Regions from separate parts of the Drosophila melanogaster genome. Here region 2 is linked to region 1. Evidence: chromatin contacts called from public Hi-C data. All regions are on one chromosome and are shown on one strand. The core of a region is the stretch at or near the end of the contact, and the rest is flanking DNA. Distances in the headings are between cores, read along the strand shown.

Region 1 (4,808 bases), core at 1,858-4,357:
AAGTTGGAACTTGGAATGTGGAATGCGAAACATCCGCACTCGCATCCACCAGGTGGTGGGAAGTTAAAGTTAAAGTTATTGTTGCGGTTATACTTTGGTCCCTTAGCAGGCGTTTGGTCTCAACTCTTGTGTTCATATTATGTTCTACAAATAAACAAAGTATTATTAAAGGCCAAGTAATAAAAGGATTAAATTATTCATCCAAATTTGATACGTGCATTGTTTAAACTTTTGGAGTTAATCAATTCCGTTTCAATTAGGCGTTTTAAATATCTGCATTCAAATTGTGTTTGTTTCATAAAAAAAAAAACGTATAAACTTATAATAACTTATAAATGATAATTTTGAGACATTATTTAGTATACAATCTTAATTGTTGCGAATTCGATTTGTGTTAGGATAGAACTTATATATAATATAATAATATAATCCTTATTATCCGTTTGTATGCTTGCAGCACGGAGCATCAGCATGGCGTGCATTTGAATGGAGCCAGGTCGTCCAATTACCGGAGCATCGAATGGACCCAGCCGCGTATCGATCAGCTGTACACCATGTACATGCAGGAGCCGCTGAGCATGCAGTGCAACAGGTCCGATGGCACTCGCTTCGAGGGGCGGTCTAGCTGGGAGGGCGTGGCTGCGACGCCCGTACAAATTCGCATACCCATTCACCGCAAACTGTGCCCCAACTACAATCCGCTGTGGCTGAAGCCATTGGAGAAGGGCGATTGCGATTTGCTGGGGGAGTGCATCTATTAGGGGCGCCGTACATTAGGCATTAGGCGAATAGGCGAATGGGGGCGTGGCATAGCACACACTCACACCCACACCCACACACACACACACACATACAGCACATACAACACACGCGCACGGCATGGATAATATGAGAATTTCGATTTCAACAGTCGCCTATGCAAAAGCTAAACTCATTCACGTCTATTTTGAAAGCTTAACTCATGAATACTTTTGAATATTTAGCAAAAAAAGCTTGAAAACAGATCTAAAAACATTTAAAAAAAGGTTATTTTACTCCTATTTTGGTTAGTTAGTTCTTACTAACAGTAACTAACTGATAGCCTAAATGTTTCTGTTGACTTTACTTTGAAATTCGCAACAGAAATCAGAGGAATCACTTTTTTTTTGTTTTGTTTTTTACGCCTTATGGAAGTTTGACTGTAGTCGCTTTGTATTTTACCCTTTATCTGCATGGTCATTAGCATTATCAACGCGTTTGTATGTGTGCGTGTGTGTGTGTGTGTGTGTGTGTAAGGGCAACAGGGCAAAACAAATGTTTTCACTCTTTAAATAACTAATGCATTTACCAATCCTGCCCATGTTGTTCACCCTTTTTACTTTCACTTTCACTTTGCTTTCGCCTTTGACTTTGTTTGTGCCCTTTGCCCTTGTTGTTTTGGCCAGCCTTTGAAATTTGCCGACTGACAGCGCCGCCAGGCTAGAACGTTTAATACGACACAGCTTACAAAGCATGGCCCACACGCACACACACACACACACACACACAAGCGCGCGCGCACAGAAACACACACACACAAGCGCACTGAACTTGGCTGAGACGAAACTGTAGCATACTTCTCAGCGCCAGCTGAAAAATTAAATGGCCAACTGACTGAATGAAACGGAACGTACTTAAACGGACAAACTGGCCGGAAACAAGATGGCCAAGAAATGGATGGCGGACTCACTCTGTTTATACAATATAAATGAGCAAACTTTTGATGCAACCCGACGTTGCCAAGTCTAATTACCAAGAAACTCGGCGAGAAAGACGGACAAAAATCGAAAGAGAAAAAAATATATATTAAATTGGTATGAGATCTTATTGGAAATGTGAAAAGTTGGCGCAGAGGGGATCATGGGACATGGTAGATGGGCTACCAACAGCCAGGAGCTTACCACATGCACCCATGTGTTTCTTTCACAAAAAGGGGAATCCTCTAGTCGCCCCATTCGATTCCCTATTAATCCAACCCTATCAGTACCTTCACGCTTTTCTTACTTTTCACTACCGTTGAACCTATCGACATAAATGCACCAACACATACACATCCACACAACCACACCGACATACATTTGAGTAAACATGTAATGGATACGTTTAAGTGTAGCCAACATACATATGTAAGATGTGATAATTGTTCTATGGCTATAAATGAAATATATATACACATGAATATATAAACTATGTAGATGAAATATTTATAAAAAACAAAAACCAAGCGAAAGCGAAACCAAAAAAAAAGTAAAATGTATAATTATCTAATAAAAACTGACCACCATACCAGAAACATGCATTTTTCATTGAATATTTTGTGTGACTGCTATGGAATGCATTCCACAAGTACTTGATACAATGCCAAATATTTATCAATTAATTACATTGACGTATCAAGCAATTCGCATGAATTGCATGGTCAAGTCGAGTCTCCTTTCGTTTTATCTACGGAATAGAATACCGGAAATCGCAGAGTGTTTGATATTATTCGAGGGCTTAATTCCCGCCAATAATGGACTCTCGTTACTCATTGTCCTTGTTGGAAATTTTTGATCCTTCAGCGAGCGGCCATTTTAATTGATTTTTCAGTTTTGTGCACAATTTTTGTGTGACCAGCATGATAAAGGGGCAAGGACGTGGCGATGGGGGCAGTCATGAGAGTATTAAAAACGCTGCAATATCCAATTAAAAGTTTTTAACGAAACAACAAATATTTTAATATTCATTGGCGACGGGCGTACACGCACACCCAAAAAAAAAAAAATAATAAAAAAGAAATGTGGGCGTGGCGGGGGGCTTGGGAATGAGACAAACTACATTACGGAAACCAAAGTGCTGCACAGAGAAGAAATCATGTAAATTGCCATCAATTAAAATGTTCTGTCATAGTTTTCGATTTGCCACATTTCTACAGCCTTTTATTTTAGTCAAATTTATTTGCCTGATTTATATTGGCAGTCGAAAGACAACAGCTTCCATTCCATTAGCATTAATTCATCAGACTTGGAAGCCTTCAAGCAGATGACAGACTTCATGTACATATACACATATACGCTCCATGCATTTCCACTCCTTGCCAGCGGAAAATCTAGCGAAAATAAGATGTAAGCGAGGGCAAGGAAAAGTCAAACAGAATGAGCGATAAGAATGAACATCCGAAGGAGGGGCGGCGAAATGGAACAAACGCCTATATGTACACGCACTTGTATGCTCAATGTATTGAATGAACTATTAAATAAATTAATAATTTAAGATTCAAGGCGAAATCACTCGCACAATCCACAATTTTAGGCACACCTACATATATTTATGCACATATATATATATATATATTCTTTTTTAAGTTATTCAACTTTTATGCCATGGTTCTTCTGGTAGTTCAGCGACTTTTTGAGGCCAGTGGTGGAGAAAGGGAGAAAAGTCAAGTGGTCCGCGGCATACGCGGCGTATGCGTAACGCAACCGAACGTAATGGCATACGTGAAGGCATCGCGTTCCGCATCTTGTGCGTGTGTGCGTGCGTCTGTGTGCGTAATCGCTTTTTTCGGTCTGTTGTCATTGCATTTTCACGCTCGCACACACACATACACGCACAAACACACACAACGCACACACAAACATACAAAATACACAGGAGCAGAACATTTAATCAAGCCAACCTTCATCGTGACCGCCTGTTTCCGCTTAGCAACAGTACAGTGAAGCACGGATACAAGTGAAAATAATACAAATTATACATTAAAAAAGAAACGTAATCATAATGGCCAAGTGCAAGTAACTAATTCAATGAATAATCAACTACTAGTTAACTCAATTCAGCTTGAGTTCGCTTTTTTGGTTTCAGAGATTGCACTGTATAGGCCGAGCCGAGGTAACGCTTGAGGTAGTCCTTGCCACTGGGACTGTGGCATAGATCCGGGTTTTTTTTTTTTTGGGGCCCGTGCAGCATCCTTACTGCCAACGGCATTTCCATACCCATACCCATTCGCAGTTTGAGCCGCAGACACATTCTGCTAAAACATTTATCTGCGGCCCAATCGGTGGCGTGTGTGAACGAGCTTTTCTGGAATGGCGAACGCGGCCGAGGGACCAAATTTAATGTCACAAACTTTTGATGTGTTCTAATTTATATACAAACAGACAGACAGCCAGACAGACAGACAGGCAGACAGGCAGAGCAGAGCGCAACTTGGGGGAAGTTCGTTGATACCCTTTAAGCGAATATTATTACAAAGAATTACAAAGAAGATTCCAAACTGTCGGTTGCAATCATATTACCGTTTAATATATGCTATGCTCATAAATTGCAAATTGTCATAAATAGGTATGAGAACATCTGATTAGAAAAACGCTGCATAAATATGCTTGTTTAATTCGAAGGTAGTTGAAAATCGAGCAAAACCCGTTGGGCTTCCCAATTAGCCACCTTCGTGCTGCGGGAATCGTTAAAGTAAATTTGTTTTCACGCTCGATGGCGAATTGTGCGACTTGCTTGATCCTTGGCACACCGCTTGAGCCTCATTCCCGTTTTTTATCCAGATTTTGGCACTTTCATCTCTCGAAACACCGCCCCACAAAACTCACATAACGCACATACACTGCCCTCCAAAAATGTAAAAAGCACGCGGTGTTCTTGTTAATATTTCATATGTCATCGCAAGGAGCCGCAGAAACACCACTTTGCTCTCTTTTATTTATACATTTTCTTTATTTTTTTTTTTTTGTCAGCCGTCATCCTCAGGAAATTTTGGAATTTTCTTGCAAGCGGCCGCAACTCTTAAATCGCTTGCG
Region 2 (4,374 bases), core at 235-2,734, 33 kb after region 1:
GTAAAAATAAAAACAAAAAATATTGGTCACATCGGGCACTATTTTTTTTCTCGAGATTTTTGGATTTGCGCGCGCCAGAGAATGAGTGTGGCGTAAAGAGAGGGAGAAAGAGTAAAATCCCCAGCGACAAATGTAACGTAACCCACAACGTAAGCGTCTTCTGTACGTCACCACGCTACGTAGGCCACGTAACGGTATGCTAACGTTACCGACGGCGCCGCAAAACCGCAAAATCAAAAAATACAATAACAAAATCGACAAAATTATAGATTTTCAATGTGCACGTCGGTTTCTTTTTGCTAGCGAAAATCAACTAGCGCTAGTATATTTTGCTTTTGTTTTTTCTCATTTCGAGTGAAACTTTTCGCGCGCTTCTGCGTGTGTATTCCTCTTTTTTCGTTTTTTCTTCTTTTATTTGTTAATATTATTCACTTGGTGACTACACACGTTCATGCTCATGCCCCCTCACTCGACACACACACGCACACACACTGACGAACGTTTCTGCTTCTTGCTCCTCTTTCGTTCGCTTTTGTTCCACCACCGAAAAAAATGAAAAAAAAAATTTGTCATGTCCATTGAAGTCTCACATTTTTCAAATGCATTTTTTGGCGCTAAAATCTTATAAATTTCAACATTTTTCCATTCGCATCTGATCCCCCGCAATTAGCACTCCACTTCGAACACAAATTTATATAATTTTTGCCATTTTTTACCACAATTTTTAGTAATTTCTACACACCGATATATACGTACGCGCTACGATTTTTCGACAAACGCGCGAGTTTCTTCTGAGTCGCCATCAAATATACAAAATTTTTTTTCGAAATTACTGAAAATGCGAATACACACGCACACATGGACAGCCGACGGGCACGAGGCGCACGCGCTTGGTACATGCGGCTATGCCGCTCTAACGCACTGCTTTTATTGATAAATCGAGAGCGGGACAGCTAGAGCTACCGGCCGAGAGAGAGCATGTGAGAAGAGCGTTCTGTGCGAGTGTGTGTGATAGAGAGAGCCAGAGAGCAAAGTAGTCACACATACTCTCGCAAACTCATAGTGGCTTTCGTTCTCTCCTTTTCTCAACCATTTGCACGTACTTTTAGCTTTTTCATATGGCTATTTGGGAAATTCACCAGCAGTTTACACTTATGCTGTTGTTAGTTTTAATCCATTTATACTGGTAGAACGTAGATTCGTCGGCTACTTTACATTAATTTCGTAACGTAAGCGCAACAAAAACAAGGCTGTCATCGATATAAGCAGGCGTTTTTGTCTGAAACTATCGTGCAATAAGTGACTCCGATAACCAGAGTTCCTTTACGTGTTTCTCGATTACTTATCGGATTGTGTTTGCGAGCACAAATGTCTCTTTTAGCGGAGACACAGTCCTCCAAAACTGTGCAACACTGTTCCTAGGCTCGGTGTGACCAGAGCTATTTAACAACACTGGCGAACATCGGATGGCAAATATCGAAAGAACATTGACTGTTGTTCCACCCCCTGCTGACACCATCTGGTAACACTGAACAACAGACCAGATCCGCGGACAAAGCAAAGCAGTAAATATTAATTTAATCCAAATCCAATTCCCGACACCAATTGGCGGCCTTCAGCTGCTGCTTCTGCAGTCGAATTGTATTTTTTTTTTTGGTTTTTCGTGTCACCCGATAAGAGTTAAATTCGCTGATCTAGCGAATAACGGTGGCAAGTAATTGTAATAACTGCGTGTGTGCACAGTGCTAGTGTTTAGTGTGCGAGTGTGTGCGTGTGAGTGGGAACTCCACAAGTGTGCGAGAAGGCAAATCAAAATAAGAAAAGTGCCGCCCTGATGGAAATTAATATCGCGAATTATCAGCGAAAACGCAGCGAAAGTTAAGCCAAAGTGCTGCGATTAATCAGATAGCGGGTGAAATAGTGGGTATTACGTAAGAAATCAATGGATTCCGGGCTGCATTTGCCCAAAAAAAGAGGAAGCAATATCGAAGCGCTACTTTTATCTCCTCTTTTTTCGATGATTTCATTCGCAGTGACGACACACAGGCACGCACACACCGAACGCCGTATCTGTGTGTGGGTTGTTTGTTGAGCTAAAAAAAATAATGAATCCTCACGATACATTCACTCGTTTCATTTTTTTTGTTATTATTATTCATCATATTTATTTATTTCTTTGAGTGTGCATATCGGCGACTTCGCGACGCCAATTGCTGATTACGCCCCCTCCCTTTTCAGTGCAACTTCCCCACCCCGGAGATCTTGCACTCGAACTAAAAATCGAGTAGAGTACGTAGGCAGAAGCGAAAAGAGCGTACAAAAATCAAGAGCTCAGTGGCAGCAGCAGGAATTTGTGTTTGTCAGGGGATTGCCCAGATTTTCGGGGTAATTGTCCACTTTATAAACAGCCAACCGAATTTGAAACCAACTGTAACTGGAAGTAAAAACCAATTTTACCAAAGCTATCAAAAAAAAAACAATAAAAAAAATGAAATCCTCTGCGCGCCGCTGGTTTAACCAGTACGCCCACATGTGGGCGGCCCAGATGTGCCTCGTTTTTGGCCCAATGGCTGTGGGCGTCCATCCGTGGTTGAAACTATGCGCTGCAGATGCTGTTTACTCAGGCGGTTTATAGTATTACGAATTTGCTAGCTAAAAAACTGATTAAAACTACTACTAAGTGCACAACTCATAACTTTGATATGCTGTGACTGGGTGTATAAATGATAATCGAATGAAATTATTCAATCCAAGGGTATATAAACATGGGCTTAGTCGTTTTTAGTTTGTTTTCCTTTCGGCACACGATCTGCTGCAAATCAAGCTCTGTGGTGTGTTAGTGTTCGTTGTGTTGTGTGTGCGTGGGCGTTTAAAAATAGCCGACCAACACAACACCCATACGTATACGTAATCTGCAGCCCTTTTTTTTCCGTTCCGTGCATATGGAATTTTGATTTGAGTCTTGAGTGGCTTGGAGTGAGTGATTCATGTGGCTTTAGGCGGAAAGGAAACCCAGCGAAGCTGACTCAATGACCACTCATTGTTCGTTCGGCCTTTGTTTACATTTTGCCAGGAGCCAAGAGAGCGAGAGAGCGTGCTAACGGAACGTGCTCGAATGAGTAATTCGCATTGCATTTGACGTTTATCGAAAGCTCTCTTCCTTCCGCTTTTTTCCTTTTCTTTTCGGAGGCCAACAAAAAAAAACAACAAAAGCACGCAGGCACGCACACCCACACACAAGTTCGTACATCAATCGCTTGGTGTGTGTGTGTGTTTGTGAGATGAGTCATCTGGCCAAGTTGATGAGAAAATAAAATTAAACATTAAGGTAGAGCGAAAGAAACAACAAAAAAAGGGGACAGATGTGCGGCCATTTGCTGTTGTTTGTTGTTGCAATAAAGAAAAAAGCAGGGCACGCGGAGAAAGCAGTGCTCGACAAGCAGTGCAGTCAGCAGCTGGACTTTTACGTACACCGGCGTTCGTAAAAATTGCAGCGAAATCGAAGAAATCAAATTGTGTCTTAAAAATAAATGAAAGATTAAGGCATATAAAAAAAAATAATATAAAATATGTAGCATTAGAAATATAAGTGAACCAGGAATGGCTTTTATAATAATTTCTGCCCCTTACTTAACATCTAGTGCTAAATCCAACAATTTTAATTCACTTACCATTGCAGCCGGCGCACAGAAGCGACAGAGACAGAGCACACACAGCACCTGGCACATCCAAGGATATCCGATCCTCCTGCATCCCGAATCATCCACAACCTGCACCAACCGCTAACCGCCAAAGCCATGATCCTCGAGAGAAACCGGAGGTGCCAGCTGGCCCTCCTCATGATCGCAATACTGGCCGCCATCGCTGGACAAACGGATGCCCAGAAGGCGGCCAAACTGACGGCAGTGAGCACATGTGCATCGAAGGAAAAGTGTCACACCTGCATCCAGACAGAGGGTTGCGCCTGGTGCATGCAGCCGGACTTTAAGGGCCAGTCGCGGTGCTACCAAAACACCAGCTCACTGTGTCCGGAGGAGTTCGCCTACAGTCCGATAACAGTTGAGCAGATTCTAGTGAACAACAAACTAACGAATCAATACAAAGCTGAACTGGCGGCTGGTGGCGGCGGCTCCGCCATGTCCGGCAGCAGCTCAAGCTCCTACTCGTCGAGTTCGAGCTCGTCGAGCTTCTACTCGCAGAGCTCCTCGGGATCCAGTTCCGCCAGCGGATACGAAGAGTACTCTGCCGGCGAAATTGTCCAAATCCAACCGCAGTCCATGCGACTCGCATTGCGCGTCAGTGAGTAGCAAACGATTGCATCATCCATGTGACCTACAAACTAATCCCTTACTTGCTTATCAATACACCTTAGAT

What was found. A called contact is a pair of places that touch in the nucleus more often than the background predicts.
Region 2: a Hi-C map of the Kc167 cell line shows a contact between it and region 1, with 2.1 times the contacts expected there. The contact joins the promoter of mys here to the enhancer-like site in region 1. A contact is called at or near these places in 2 of 107 Hi-C or Micro-C datasets (the D17-c3 cell line and the Kc167 cell line).

What each region holds. Positions count from the first base shown.
Region 1 is chrX:8,025,089-8,029,896 of dm6, forward strand. It overlaps Tbh (Tyramine beta hydroxylase), which reads left to right. Exons shown (of 8, transcript NM_176711.3): 8 at 458-2,306. The coding sequence ends at 761. Among named protein-coding and RNA genes, the nearest start is that of CG15333, 6.1 kb to the left of the region's middle. Within about 2 kb of position 3,108, at least 5 of the 39 cell types and tissues checked have an H3K27ac peak or open chromatin away from gene starts, as enhancers often do. A contact at or near this core is called in the Kc167 cell line, where this site is marked.
Region 2 is chrX:8,060,161-8,064,534 of dm6, forward strand. mys (myospheroid) reads left to right here and starts at 1,485. Exons shown (of 7, transcript NM_080054.3): 1 at 1,485-1,565; 2 at 3,680-4,299; 3 at 4,373-4,374. The coding sequence starts at 3,798. It also overlaps a transcript of fs(1)h not described here.